2 separate regions of the Zea mays genome follow, and region 2 is linked to region 1. A link is a contact called in public Hi-C data. All regions are on one chromosome and are shown on one strand. Each heading gives the region's core, a stretch centred on a gene start, on an enhancer-like site or on the middle of the called end of the contact. The rest is flanking DNA. Distances are from core to core; before and after follow the strand shown.

What was found. A called contact is a pair of places that touch in the nucleus more often than the background predicts.
Region 2: a Hi-C map of bundle sheath shows a contact between it and region 1, with 3 times the contacts expected there. The contact joins the promoter of LOC100285975 here to the promoter of LOC100280081 in region 1. A contact is called at or near these places in 5 of 25 Hi-C or Micro-C datasets (bundle sheath, ear, endosperm and 1 more).

What each region holds. Positions count from the first base shown.
Region 1 is chr2:21,635,330-21,638,304 of Zm-B73-REFERENCE-NAM-5.0, reverse strand. LOC100280081 reads right to left here and starts at 1,287. Exons shown (of 7, transcript NM_001153019.2): 1 at 1,065-1,287; 2 at 782-968. The coding sequence starts at 1,136. LOC111590821 (a long non-coding RNA gene) reads left to right here and starts at 1,177. Exons shown (of 2, transcript XR_002749933.2): 1 at 1,177-1,310; 2 at 2,653-2,975.
Region 2 is chr2:21,842,680-21,845,379 of Zm-B73-REFERENCE-NAM-5.0, reverse strand. LOC100285975 reads right to left here and starts at 1,287. Exons shown (of 4, transcript NM_001158864.2): 1 at 972-1,287; 2 at 542-741; 3 at 245-324; 4 at 1-108. The coding sequence starts at 1,074.

The DNA of each region.
Region 1 (2,975 bases), core at 38-2,537:
TAAGATTTGTTAGAGAGAAGATAGGGATTAGAAGATAAGATTTGTTAGAGAGAAGATAGGGATTAGAAGATAAGATTTGTTAGAGAGAAAAGAGGAGATCTATCTCATTAGATAAGGACTAGAAGGGAGTATAAATAATTGTAAGCACCACTCTATAGATCAAGCAGAAACACATTGTTTCCGGCTTCCTGTAGAGAGCCGGGAGTCCAACCCTAGCCGCCACCTTGTTTTCCTTCTCTCACGATCGCTGGCTCCTCGCCGCCGTTCAGCCTTCAAACCGCGCCCACCGATCCTCCACACGTACAACCTCCGATCGGTGCGTGGCAGAGAACAGCAGCATACCAGAAGCACACGTAATCTGTAGAGAAATCCAAATCCAATCTGTTATACACCTATACAAATTTTGAATATTGATCAGCTCTTATGATGGCACACTGGGGAAAAAGAGCTCTAAGCCTCTAACGTGGCACGTCTGGCACAAGGCATTGAACAACATTTGCAATTGATACTGACACTGTACTTTACTGGTGCAGGACTACAGATGAAAGCAACAATATTGGCATACAACAGTCAACAGGTAATCCAGATCCAAACCATAAAACTTAACAACCCATTTCTATTGTAGTCCCTGATGTTGCATCATGTTTCCAATCAATGTGATAATGCTGCTGCATCAACAATGTGCTTCAGAGGGCAGCATGGCAATTGCCACCCAAGTTCGGCCTTGCTCTTGACATATGAAGGACGACACGTGCAAGGGAACAGGCCAGCAGGTACTGACCTGTACCATCGCAGCGGAGGTCCTCGCAGGCGGAGCAGCCAGCGACGACAGCATCGACGGCCGAACCCCATCCTTCACCGGTCGAAACCACCTTCCACGCCGCTCTGACCGCCTCACGGAACGGCCAGGTGCTCACCACCACCGGGAAAGCCACGCCTACTTTCTCCGCGCCCTTGTCGCCCACCGCCTGATTACACCCAAAAAACCCAACAATCCAAATCCATCATCAATGATGTAACAAACTAATACAAACTCCAGAGACCAAATCAAATCTGACGCTTACCGAGCACCAATTGAGCCGAATTAGCAGGAACCCTATGAGAAGCCGCACGGAACTCCGCCTCATGGAACCCATGGAAGCGGCCAAGCGGGCGTCCGCGATTGACTGGATCACTGGATGCAGGGGCGGACTGGCGGGTCCGCCGGTGCCTAGGTGGTAAGCTTACCGCGATCTGCTCCTACAACTACAAGCTCTTCGATAGTGACGTGTCCCATATGTCATTATTGGGCTGGCTGTTGTATACTTCAGGTATCTCTATCTTCAATCTTTTATCTCACTAGAAAAAGTTGCGCGCTTCGCGGCGCCCTGCCAAGCCTAAGGACGGATACTTTTAAAATAATCTAAAATAATTTTGTTCAAAGTCCATTTTTTATAGCCACATGTGACTGCTAAATGTTTTTTGTCTGTTAAAAGTTTCATCGCCGCCACTTATGTCACGACTGCAACACTGACACGATTTCTATTTCAATGATGAAATCAATAACAGCAAAAAAATAAAATGATGTTAATCTTTTGCGGTTCCAAGATTGTCCAAATAAACGTGTGCATAAAATTTACATTGTTCTCCATAAATTCAGAACTTGAATCTGGGTTCCACTTTAATTGGCTTGTTTTTATTTTCATCGGAACTTTTAAATCTTTTTTAGAATGGTTAAGACCAGATGAATCATGAGAAAATGCTAGTTCAGCAAAAAGCTCCTTTAGTTGTGGCAAAACATATATAGAAGTGTTTTCTGGTCCAATTGGTTGACAAAGGTCAATGAGTGTTGTAGCAGCCACCTAATCAACAATGCAGTTTTGGTACCGAAAAAGTTTCGGTTGTACAAGTAAAAGTAATATAAAATAGTAAAAAAGGATAATTTGCACACGAAGATCCAAAGAAATCTGCATAAGAACTTTTATATAAAGACAGGCTTGGTCCTGCAGATGCAGTAGAAAACAATGAGATGATTAATACATAAATATTATGCAAAAAACACACATATTTAGAAGAGAGGCATTGGCACCAAAGCATTTCAGTTGACTAATATCCAAATTTTGACATTAAGTTTTTAAGGTCAACATCAAAATTCACAAGTCAAGGAACACTTGAGCATTTAAATCAACGTGTTTGGTGAAAGTTCTTATGCATTGATTTAAATGCTCCAGAGATTCTGGCTTTGTGCGTGACTGACTGCTGAATGGGCATATACCAAATCTCTTGATAACCTTTGAGGCCACAATACGCTGCTCCAAATCAAGATAAGCACTTGGTTCATCAATCAGATAGATATCTGCAGGCTGAACATATACCACAATGTAAGTGTGCAGAAGCTGACAATCAATCCAAATGATATAAGGTTAGTGGTATCTAGAGGCTGAGTGTCATTAAAGTATTAGGGATATATGGTTCCAGACATCATCAATAACTGGAGCAATTGATACACAGAATCAGGAAACAAAAACCAGTCAACCCAACACTAAGTAGATATGAATTAGGAACTAATAAAGGTACTTACGATCTACTTTGGTACATTACTCTATATTTTCACATTACCTGCATCAACGTTGTCAATCCTGGTCTTGAAAATGTTGCTACCTTGAGATGCAGAGCTAGGAACTGAGACTGACACAGGAGCAGGAGGGGTAAACCTAGACTGACACAGGGACGGCGTGGTGGATAGTAGAGCCGAATCGACGAGCAGGGGCAGGGAAGCGGTGGATCTGGAGGGAGGCGGCATCGGAGGGAAGCACAGGGAAGCATTCTTTTAACATTCCAGGTGCTAAGTATGAACTGCCCAAGTATGTTTTGAGTGAACCAACCAACCTGATCCGAGACAGCTGAACGGCAGCCGGCCGTAGGAAGACCCACCGATGTAAAAACTGTAAATGACTGCAGATGCCGCCAAATTGATCCCTTGCTTGTGGTAACTG
Region 2 (2,700 bases), core at 38-2,537, 210 kb before region 1:
GCGCGGAGCTCCTGCACCTCCTTCTGCAGCCGCCGGTTCTCCTCCGTCAGCGTCTCGCAGCAGCGCTTCAGGTACTCGCAGTCCACCTCCGTCTGCTTCAGCTTCGTCCTGCACGACCGAATGAAGCGATCGAGCGAGGGGCAGAAAAGAGAGAGAAATCCCGGCCATGCAGTGCATGCTTGCTGATCATCAGCACACACGAGCTAGCGCGCGGCGACATATCGCATGTGCGCTACGTACGTACCTGGCGCGCCTGTTCTGGAACCACACCTCCACCTGGCGGGGCCGCAGGCCTAGCTGCTGCGCCAAGGCTGCCTTCTGCCGCTGCACGCCATTAATAAGCAAGTTAGTACAGCTCACAGTCACAGTCACAGTCACAGGCAGGTTGATAAGGTCGAGAACCGGCGAATGATTGAAAGCTACTGCTGCCTAGCCTAGCTGTACGTTCGTCCATCAGGAGTCTTGGTGAGCGGCCGGGAGGATGAACCACAGAACTGTAGCTCTTAATGCTAGCTGCTACTACTATACTACTAGTACTTACAGGGTTGAGAGTTGGGTGCTCCCGGAAGCTATCCTCGAGCACCGCGGACTGGTCCTTGGACAGCCGGAGCTTCTTCCTGGAGCCGTCGATGCCGCAGCCGCCGTCCTCCTCATCGCTGCCGCCTCGCAGGCCATCCTCGCCGGTGACCTCGGTCGTCCGCTTCGCGGGCAGCAGCAGTGGCATCTCCAGGAACCTCTTCTCTGATACATTATATGTGATGCATCCGAGTGACAGCCATACTCATACACGTACGGTATTTAGTTGCTGACTACTAATCTTACATATAGTCAGACAGACATAAGACTCACACATGTACACTAGAGCTAGCTACAGCTTAATTGATATGGTCATTCACAGTTACTCTCTGATAGATCCAAGCATAGCTACTTAGTACAGAGATATATATAGACAAATTGCATTATATATTTACCTGGAGCGCGTAGCAGCATGGTGGCGACATGGTGAGTGCGAGGAGACGCGAGGGACGAGCTGAGGCTGAGGCTGAGCCCTAAGTCCTCGACCCTCTCCATCATCTACCAACCACCGCACCGCCTCTCTTCCTCGATCTGGTATCTTAGCTTCTTCTTCTTCCACCTCTCTGATGATCTCAATCGATGTGAGAGCTAGAGCTAGCGTGTATGTGTATGTGTAGAGCAGCTGGAAGAACTATGGAACTGCGGATAGATATATAGTACTGAGAGTAGCAGTAGATAGAATGGAGCTGGCTGATAGACGATGAAGGTGATAAAAGAAGTGGGGGGGGGAGAGCGAGGGTTTTAAAGACATGGTGGGAGCAGGGGCGGGAGGAATGTTGGATCTCACTTCACACATACGTACGTAGTTTCTGGGACAGCAATCATTAACTTGTGGGGGCGGGCTCCTTAATTGGTGCAATCATAACTTCCCCACCTCCCTCCCCCGCCTAAAGGCAGCCTCTCCGCTCAAAATTGCTGGCCTAGCTAACTTCAGCTATTCCCCACCCAGATTTAGGACTTTTTTTTTTCTTTTCCACCAAAAGCTAAGGCGACCATGATATTTCCCCTTGGTTGACGACCTAGTGGTTGCTATATAGTGTTTTTGTAATCCATGCACCTGACCACTGGAATAATGCATATATAAAAAAAAACTATAGTATAGCGGGTGACCGGGTGTGGTATGCCTTTTATCTTGATCTGTATATGCATGGTTCCTGGGCATACTATATATATATGCTGCCCAGCGTGGTGCAAAATAGATTAATTTCGCCGCATATGCACTGCAGAGTAATATAAAATAGTACTACATACGTTCTCTAAAAGTTGCAGATTTTTGACCACTTGTCTGGTTCGAAATGCTTAGATCGATTTTAGATATGCTAAGTACTCCATGTAATACTATATATCTACTATAGGAAGAGATGTATATTTAAGAACGTGTGTCCGCCTAATACTTACCTTTATTCTGCATTATTTCGACAGCTAGCTAGCTAGGCTCCTAGGCCCTCCTTTGGAATTGTGCGGCAGAAATTGGAGTCGCTGTCAAATTTTTTTAAAAAAAACTGTACTTTTGATCGAAGTGCTACTTTTGCATGCAGTGCAGTGGACAAATACGGACGTTTGTAGCTGGCTAGCTAACCTGGGATGTATATGTCAGTGCACATTTCATGACATATGAATTAGCTACTAGCAGCTAGCTAGCACTTGGCTACAAATTGAATTAATTTGTTTCTAGCTTTGGGCCCGCGCGCTAAGACCACCAGAACTACTGCATGCTCTGGTTATAATACTACCATGCATAGCATGCAATGATCGCAGCACGTAGGAGCAGTGCATGAAGGAATGATTGGCTTTTCGAGTTGGTACCAACCAAAACGCTAATAAGGCTGCCCCGGACCGGCCGGTTCGAGGATGGACGACGGGCGACATGGTTGCAGAGGGCGTGCTCCCATTGGTACGGTAGGCGGTAGGGCATGGCAGCAGCTAGCACTAGCCTCCACAGGACGACGATACGAGGCGAGTTCAAGTGCCCATTCATGCGGTGCGAGAGCGAGCGCGGGCGGGCCGGGGCGCATGCCCTTTCCCCACCATGCCCCAAATCATCGTGTCCCGCTTTGCGCCGGCACGCACCTTGCCGGCTAGCCCCCACACGGGGGCCCCGCCGGCGCTTATCTCACCTCCTCA